Regions from separate parts of the Mus musculus genome. Here region 2 is linked to region 1. The links are chromatin contacts, called in public Hi-C maps. All regions are on one chromosome and are shown on one strand. Each heading gives the region's core, a stretch centred on a gene start, on an enhancer-like site or on the middle of the called end of the contact. The rest is flanking DNA. Distances are from core to core; before and after follow the strand shown. Region 1 has its middle 35 kb from the start of Gm37548. Region 2 has its middle 7.0 kb from the start of Gm35891.

The links. A called contact is a pair of places that touch in the nucleus more often than the background predicts.
Region 2: a Hi-C map of forebrain shows a contact between it and region 1, with 2.6 times the contacts expected there. The contact joins two enhancer-like sites. A contact is called at or near these places in 3 of 39 promoter capture datasets (hippocampal neurons and liver), 54 of 484 Hi-C or Micro-C datasets (the AML12 cell line, the BV-2 cell line, the C2C12 cell line and 29 more), 5 of 115 datasets of contacts at active chromatin or transcription factors (bone marrow-derived dendritic cells, embryonic basal ganglia, embryonic stem cells and 2 more) and 1 of 9 other capture datasets (embryonic stem cells).

The regions. Positions count from the first base shown.
Region 1 is chr3:50,921,720-50,926,141 of GRCm38.p6, reverse strand. No RefSeq gene overlaps it. Among named protein-coding and RNA genes, the nearest start is that of Gm37548, 35 kb to the right of the region's middle. Within about 2 kb of position 2,616, at least 22 of the 459 cell types and tissues checked have an H3K27ac peak or open chromatin away from gene starts, as enhancers often do. A contact at or near this core is called in cortical neurons and forebrain, where this site is marked.
Region 2 is chr3:51,119,680-51,124,101 of GRCm38.p6, reverse strand. No RefSeq gene overlaps it. Among named protein-coding and RNA genes, the nearest start is that of Gm35891, 7.0 kb to the left of the region's middle. Within about 2 kb of position 1,916, at least 32 of the 459 cell types and tissues checked have an H3K27ac peak or open chromatin away from gene starts, as enhancers often do. A contact at or near this core is called in cortical neurons and forebrain, where this site is marked.

The DNA of each region.
Region 1 (4,422 bases), core at 1,367-3,866:
CTTTTTCTTGCTATAAAAAAAAATCCATCAATAGCAGTCATTTCTTTTCCCACTTGGAACGTCCTCAACCCCAGCATACTTTGGGAAGACTGGCTTGTCTCATTTCTACTTCTGACCCCATCCCTCCCATACAGATGTTTGCCTGAGTCCTGCACATATTTTGGACTTGTCTGGAGTTAAAAGTGCGGCCATGTGTCTTGGTCATTTTTCCTCTCTCTGTGATAAAACACTTTGGCGGAAGCAGCTTAAGGGAGAAAGGCTTTGTTTTGGCTCACAGTTCCCTCCATCATTGCAGCTGAGTCTGAAGCAGTTGGTTTGTTTACAGTCAGGAGGAAGAGAACAATGTGGCTCTGCTCTTGTACCCTGCTAGTGGGTAGACCTTCCCACTTCGATGAATCTCAGCAACTTAATTTCCTGCAGGCAAGCCCAGAGGCTCATCTTCCAAGGGACAATAGAGATCTAACACTGAGGACACTAGAGAGACTTGAATGTTAGCTAAACCCCAGGATCGTCTTGATCCCTGGTACAAGGAAGACAGATCCCTGAAGCTGTTCTACCCCCTGAGCACACACTCGGCAGATAAACGGTCACCTGTGAAATGATCGATTTTACCTGTCTATGTGTTTACCAGAGTCAGATATTGCTTTCTCTTAGATGAGGTTCAGTCTTTGCACTGTAGAAAAAAATAAAAAATGACCCCTTTACCTCTTACAGCCGGAAATAGATAACTGGATTCAAAGTATGGCCAGATGGTAAGGATGGAGGTTCATGGGAAAAAACTCTCACATTACAGGCCTCAGGATCCTCTGAATGCTTCCTGCTGTGTTCATGTGAGAGAACAAGGTGTTCCTAGAACATTTTAGTGGATTCTCTGCTCTTGAATGTCACAAATTTCACCAACAACTGCCCATTTTGAATATCCATTATGCTCATTAGCACCCCATTAGTTTCCCCTATGAAAACCCATTTCTGAAATTCAGTATGCTAATTAGCAGAACCTTTCTTGTTGATTAGAGATGTGAATTACAGAAGGGCTTTTAGTAATCGCCTCTGGAGTACAGCCTTCGTAATAAAATGCTAGCTGACCACCCCAGGGAGCGGGCTCATCATTACTGCAATTGTCCTCTCCTGGGGCACAGCCTAAACTTAAGGACAACACAAATGCAGGCTACATATTAGGCTGTATTTACTGAGCTCTTGGGTAGATTATAGCTTCCACAGCTCATGTGAATACAAATCTTTAAATTGCAGATTTTCTGGCCGTTTCATAGTAATTCTATACATGTCACTGTAAATCCATGTAGTTCGTATGTAGCTTTCACTATAATAATCAGCTACTTTTATGGAACTATTGGATTCTGTTATTAAAACAAATTCCTAGAAATGGAATCGCTGGCTCAGGGTCACACATCTCTACATTTGATGTCCAGAGTTAACTGTTTTCCATAGGGGTTGTTATCCTTAGATGGAAGCAGATAAATACGTGCACCTGTTAATAATTGGTTTTGTCAATGTTCCTAATCTTTGTCAGTCTCTAAGCCATCTGCAAACCTGAAATCCCACCCCTATGCAAGACCTTTCCCAGAAGGATGCCTCCAACCTAGAGATGGAAAAGAGCTGAGGGACTTACTTGACAAACTGGCTTGGATTTCTAGGACAGACCAACATGCCCTGACACTAAAGCCTTCAATCCATCTCTCACGACCGACTCCCTCACCCCAATTCTGCTTCACTTGTAGGTTGATCTTCTCATTCACTGACTACTCCAACCTTTTGTGTGCCTAGGCTCAAGACTTCAGTATTAGCTCCCTCATCTGTCACTCCCAATGCCTGACTACTTCATGGCTCAAGTCACTATAGTCTCTCACCTCACCAGCTCGCCTATTTCTAGAAGTCCATTTCAACAGGAAAAACAGAATATAGTAATTTGTAAAATAGCATCATTCTGTGCTGAAACATCCTCCCAAGTTATCTGTGCCAGTCAGTCAGCCAGTCTCCTGAATCTCACAAGAGCTATCCAAGACAGGCAACCTTAAAGATAAGAGGTCACTTTAGCATTGGAGAGAGACAGCATGGGGTAGACCATGTGGAGAGATTAAAGCTTCTGTCCTCATTTCTAGGAAGAGAGAGAGAGAGAGAATGGTATAGAAGGAAGGATAGGAGAAAGATGGATGGAGGATGGATGGGCAAACGGAGAGGAGAGAGAAGAGAGAACTGGGGGGGGGGGAAGGGTAGAGGGAGAAAGAGGGGAATCCCACTACTTGTATCTTCTGGTACAAGCCCCATTACTGAAAAACCTCACATTAGGCCCTAGCTCTTAAAGGTTCCACTACCTTGAGAACGAAGCCTTTACACATGGGTGTTATCTTACTTAGAGTAAAAGCTTGTATTCTTACAATAGACCAGCAGTTCTTTGGTGATAGGTCCTAAACCTCTCCGCCTGCCCTTCCTGCCTATTTCCAATCTTATAGCTGTCTCCAGCCACATGGAGCACGTCAAAAGCCCTGCCTGGACCACTTTTCCCTGGGTACCAGCATAGCTCCTTGCAGTACCATTCCTTGGCCATGCCTTTAAATGGCCAGCTGCTCCCCTACCACCCTCCCTGTCCCCCTTCCCAGCTTCCCTTTATCCCACGGTGCTTATTATTCATACAGCATGCACTTTCCTCATCACGCTTGTGCCTCTCTTGACTCAACACAACAGGAATGTCTGTCACCCAGGCAGAGCTTTCCCTATATTTTTCTGCCTTTTCTTCCCAGGCTTGTCATGAGGAGGGCATCCGACGAATGTTGAAGAAGTGACCGAGTAGATCTGATAGGTGCAAAATTAAATCTCCCTTTTATTTGCGTTTTTAATTACTAGTGGGTGGAATTTTAATGATCTTGGCAGGATCTTAAGAATGAATTTGCAAAGCATAAAGGAATAAAAAATTGATAGGTCTGATTGAACTCAGATTTAAAACTTCTGCTCAAAAAAACAAAAACAAAACAACAACAACAACAACAACAACAAACAAAAAACCCTGTCTAACACCAGTAAAGCAAAGACATCTAAGAGTTAATTGCCCAAATACACAAAGAGTGCTTGCGAACCAATAGAAAAGACAGAAACAGTGCTAAGGAAACAAAGACAACTTGGCCAGTCCTCCAGCAGTAGATGAAGAATGCCGTGTTACTTTAGCTTTTCTTAAGCATGCTTTTTAAAAAAAAATCAGCGAGCATTTTTTTCCTTGTGCTTTCGATTTCATCTTCCCTGAACTTAATTTCTGAGAAACGTTCTCATTTTCTGTAACATCCACAGTGGATTCCCAGCTGTTTCTCCTTCAGCAAAGAGAGCTGCCCATCGGGCCTCACCCTGTTGTACATTCGTTGCTCCCTCGGCCTCTCTGATACTCTATTATCATGAGCAAAACTCCCCAGGGTGATATTGCTGGGCTTGATACTCCCTGTCACCATAGAGAGAGGATTGCCATGTGAGGCCTGATGCCATGCTTATATATTTAGAAGCAGCTCTATTACAAATATTTGGAACCACACAGAAGGCGCAGATTCGCTGTTTCAACAACGATGAAGACCCGCATGACTTGCATAGCATCTAATGAAGCAGGCGTGCCAAGAATGCTGATTGACAATATTTGGTGGCAGAGCGTTCCAAACTTGTTTTGCAAAAAAGTTTGTAAACTCATGCGCTGAAATTAGTTTTCTTCTTTGCTTGCCAAGGGCAGAGCGACTCTTCTTCTCCATCAGAAGCAAACACTGAGTCTCATCCGGAACTGGGTGTCAAGGAGCGATGAAACGGGAGAGGATCATCAGTCATAAAATAGGGGGTAGAAAAAAAGCAGAAAGAGCAAGGAGGATGAAGCCAAAGATGTTTTTGAGGCTCTGGCAGACACACGCCCTCTGATTGGATCCCCCAACATTCCTAGAAGATGAGTCAGGTGAGCAGATGAGCGCACCACATTCCCCAGTTGTGTCCACGCGGAATCCAGAGAGCTGGCGGATGTGTTTTCCTATGTGGCAAAAAGAACTTTGCAGATGAGATTACAGTCAAAAATCTTAAGATGGGAGAGCTTTCCCCTGGTTATCCTGGCAAGCCCAACAAACTGTAATTACAATGGATCTGATTAACGGAAGACCGAAGCAAGAGAGCTGGGGTCCAGAAACCGAGGGCCATCGATACCATTGCCGGCTGGGACTCCAGGCTACAAGGGGCTTCTAGAAGCTGAAGCTAGAAAGACAAGGAGGAAAAAAAAAGAAAAGAAGAGAAGAGAAGAGAAGAGAAGAGAAGAGAAGAGAAGAGAAGAGAAGAGGAGAGGAGAGGAGAGGAGAGGAGAGAAGAGAAGAGAAGAGAAGAGAAGAGAAGAGAAGAGAAGAGAAGAGACAAGGAGGAGAATTTTGGAGAAGAACTTTTTAGACCCCTGAA
Region 2 (4,422 bases), core at 667-3,166, 200 kb before region 1:
ATGTACTCACTCAACCACAGGCGTTTTGGAGAGCAAGGCATCCCTGTCTCCCCCCAGCCTTGTTTGTGCTCCTAGTCTTAGTAGCTACAGCTAAGTTTGTTAAGAGCATTTAGTGCACTCAGGAGCATTTAACATATGGCAGCACTCTTGATCCTGACAGCAACCCAGCCAGGCAGGTCCTTTAGTAGCCCTGCTTTTCAGGACAGGGTGAGTAAAGAAGCCACAGTCCTTCTGATGAGGAGTCACACACATTCTGTTAGGAGATGAAATAGGGGATTATAGTAGTGAATATCTGTTCTACCTACCTTTTACTTTAATATCCTCTACTCATATCAGAAAATAACCAAGAGATATTTAAAAATAGGGCACAGAATGAAAGAGAGCCATGACTGCTGGATGCGCTGTCTTTGCACCGAAGGAAGTAGGGGAGGTACTTGTGACCACACTCAGCTGCTGGCCTGATCCTGAGAGCGTCTCCAAGATACCCGTGGCTTGAGTTTTATATCCTGGGTGTTCTGAACCTTGCAATGCCAACAATGGTTTCCCATCATCGCCAACTCTCTTCCTCACAGATACAAAAGACTGATGTACCATCTTCCCATCTGTTCCCATCTGACCTTCCCCTTAAAGTTTAGGGACAAAGTGTTAGCCAGCTTTTAGATACTGTATAAGAAGACAAAAGGAGCAGGGCAGTGTTGGCGCATGCCTTTAATCCCAGCACTTGGGAGGCAGAGGCAGGCAGGCAGATTTCTGAGTTCGAGACTAGCCTGGTCTACAAAGTGAGTTCCAGGACAGCCAGGGCTATACAGAGAAACCCTGTCTCAAAAAAAAAAAAAAAAAAAAAGGAAGAAGAAGAAGAAGAAGAAGAAGAAGAAGAAGAAGAAGAAGAAGAAGAAGAAGAAGAAGAAGACGACAAAAGGATGTCTAAGGAAAAGGGTTGACTTGTGGGCATGCTTTCCATCCATGGTCACTTTTGTTTTGGGCTTGTGTCCTCACACCGTGCCATGGTGGGATCACATGATACAGGAGGTCAGGCTGCCTCACGCCAGCCTGGAAACAAGAAGGAGAGAGCACAGGGTCCTAATAGTATCTGCAAGGGCATGTGCCCAGTGACCTAACCTCCTGCCCAACCCCTTATAACTTACACCTCCATTCCACAGTGCCACAGGTTTGGGACATAGCATTTAAACCTGATTCTTAAAATGACAGCAGCTAGAACAGAGGTTGGTAGGAAAGGAAGGGAAGTTATAGATTAAATCCTCAAGCCTCTGACAGCTTTGTTCCTCTGCTTTTGGCAAGTAGCGATGACACAGAGATGCTACCTCTGTAGCAGTATCTAGATCACATGCCACCAACCACAGAAGCTGCTGTCCATGGTGCCCTTAGAAAGACCCATTAACCTCACTTTCATGTAGCCTACATCTGGCTTCTGTTTATAACCAGAGTACAGAGGAGGAAGGCCTCTCTAGTGCAGGATATTGACCCCAGGATCTAAATGTAGAAGTCATGTGGGGTGATTTTGCATGTGTCCCTTCCTGATGCCACTTGGAATGGTGTAGGGCTCTCAGCATGGAACATTTTCAGGCTCCTCTTGTGTATGCAACACACACACACACACACACACACACACACACACACACACACACACACACCATCCACTCTAGATAGCTTGCTTCCAGCAGATGACTAAGCAGGGGGCAGCCATGAGATCCAGTAGCAGCTCTTTATGGGAGCCAGTGTGGAAATGTCATGTATCCAGGACACTGTTTTCAGGCACAACAGTTCTGGTGTGGGCCAATGCTGTTTACTGCCAAGCCCACTTAGAACTCTCAGAGTTTTCCCTGCCAGGGCCTCCATCTCTTCAAATTCCTAGAGGAAGCCATTGGTGAGGCATGACAGACTTTGAGCACTAGATGGCACTAAAGGTCCGTGGAACTTTTTTTGGGGCAGCTTTGAGATCTTTAATTCTGCCTTTAGAGGTGAAGAATCCTTGCCAAAGAGAAGAGACCTCGACCATAAATTCCACACGCAGTAGCAGGTTCATAATGCACCGGAGTGACTGCATGCAGTATTTTTTCTCCCTGAGAAATAAAATTTCTCTTTCAATGGAGAAGGTTGTTCCTTTACATCTAACACGAGCTAATGTTAAATCTCTCTCTTAAGTAGCAGAGGATGATGGAGCCTTTAATGTGTGCACTGACCAAGACACAGGGCTGCGTCTGCAGTGAAACGCAGACTGATACCTTCAGGGACCGAGAAGGAGTAAGTCATATATTCTGCAGAGAGAGGGCTGTTTCTCCTCTTAATCATGGACATTTGACTTGTCAAAAAAATGTTTTCTCATTGATTGCCCGAGACAGAATGTACAGGCTAGAAAGACAAGCTTCCCAAAAACCTCCTTCACTTGGAAGAGATGTTAAGGGAAAACTAGTGACTAATATCTTTCATTTAAAACACATTTGCCTGTTGGACAGTGTGACAATAATGTGTTGGTGGGACAGAGATACATTTATTTTTATTTTGATTCTGCTTCTTAACTTCCCCTTGGTATTACCTGAGAAGCAGGACTCATGAACATTAAAATAAGTGCTAAAACGAGCCAACCTATAATACAAGCATCCAGGAGTCAGAGGCAAGAGGACTAGGAAATCAAAGCCCTTTCTGGCTACATTTTGAGATTGAGGACAGCCTGGACTGTATCATACACACACACATACACACACATACACACACACACACACACATACCCCAAAAAAAGAAAAAAAAAAGAAAAGAAAGAAAAGAAAAAAGAAATGGAACATTATCAGAAAAATCTATGTGTGCGTGTATGTATATGTATATGTATATGCATATGTATATGATGTATATGTATATGATGTATATGATGTATATGATGTATATGTATATGATGTATATGTATATGATGTATATGATGTATATGATGTATATGTGTGTATATATATATATATATGTATATATATGTATATATATATATATATATATATATATATTGCCATTCATTCCTCTACCTCCCAGTTTATTTCCATTATCAATCCTTTTATTAGTAGTGGCATACAACAAAATCACTGAAACTTCCTGATTATGATGTTCTTTTTGGCACCTTATTGGCGAACTCTTTGTTTATCAATTGCAAAATGTGAGACGAGGAAAATAGAAAAGCCTGTAACAGACCAGCTAACATACCTACACTTAATTTGCGGCTGAGTTACGGCTCCTTTGACATGTCTGCGGTGGTGGCTCACAGCTGAATCCTCACTGATTGCTTGGCACAGAAGCGGAAGGGCAGGTGTCCTGCATGTCACCTCCACTCTGCCATGCCCAGCTCTTGGCATGCCGACTGTGATGGAGTGGGGTCAGTGCCTGCCTGACGAGTGAGTGGCATGCGCCTGGCTGCCGGCCTGACATGGCGAGAACATGCTCATTTCCACATTGTGGAGGTGTGGGATTGTGAAGCCTGCTTGTTCCACGCGGATGCTTCCGGTACAGAGAGAGGCTCCCAATAGTTGTGACTTGAACAACTAGGATAACCAGCATCATACTTCATTCTCCAAATGGGGACAAATTGGGAGCTTTTCAAAGAAATCAAGGCAAGATTTTCAAAGAAGAATGTGTCAAGACATTTGTGTGTGTGTGTGTGTGGTGTACTTGTGTGTTTGTGCACATGTGTGTGTATGTGTGGAGGCCAGAGGTCAGTATCATTGGTGTTCTGATGTTCTTCACCTTACCTCTTGAGACATGGTTTCTCACTTAACTTGGAGCTTACCACCTGGCTCAGTTGGCTGGCCAGGAAGCCCTGGGGTCCTTCTGCCTATCTGTATCCTAGCACCAGGATCATAGGCACGTGCGTCACACCTCATACTTTTTAGGTATGTTCTAGCTATCCAGACTCAGGTCCTTGTGTTGGTCCAGCAAGCAGTTTACCCACGAGACACGTCTCCAGCTTGTGGCAAGTTACTTCTAATACTTTTTAATTTTTACTTCTGTTTTATGTGTATAAGTTGCTGTATCCTAGCATGGCTCCTGGGACTTGAACCTGGACAGCGAGGGAATGAAGGAAAAGCAGACATCTGGACACACAGGAAAGCAGGGACCAGGTGGACTGAGACCTCTGTTAGAGAGATCACCACACCTTAGAAGCTTAACATGTTTATTATAGAGAGTTGAATAGAGAGGTGAGGTTACTGCATACAGAAGAACAAGAAGCAGGTCACCCTGTATAGATGAACATGGAGGCTAGATCTGTGGTCTACAACTGGATCAAGGAGACAGGTGTAGCTAGCCTGGGAAGGAGTGGTCTCTGAGGAGAACAGTCTAGGCCATAACACAGGGAGAGAGCCATGCTGGCTGGACGTTGTATGCACACACTGTCAATATGAGCACTTGGTCCCTCATGGAAGGCTT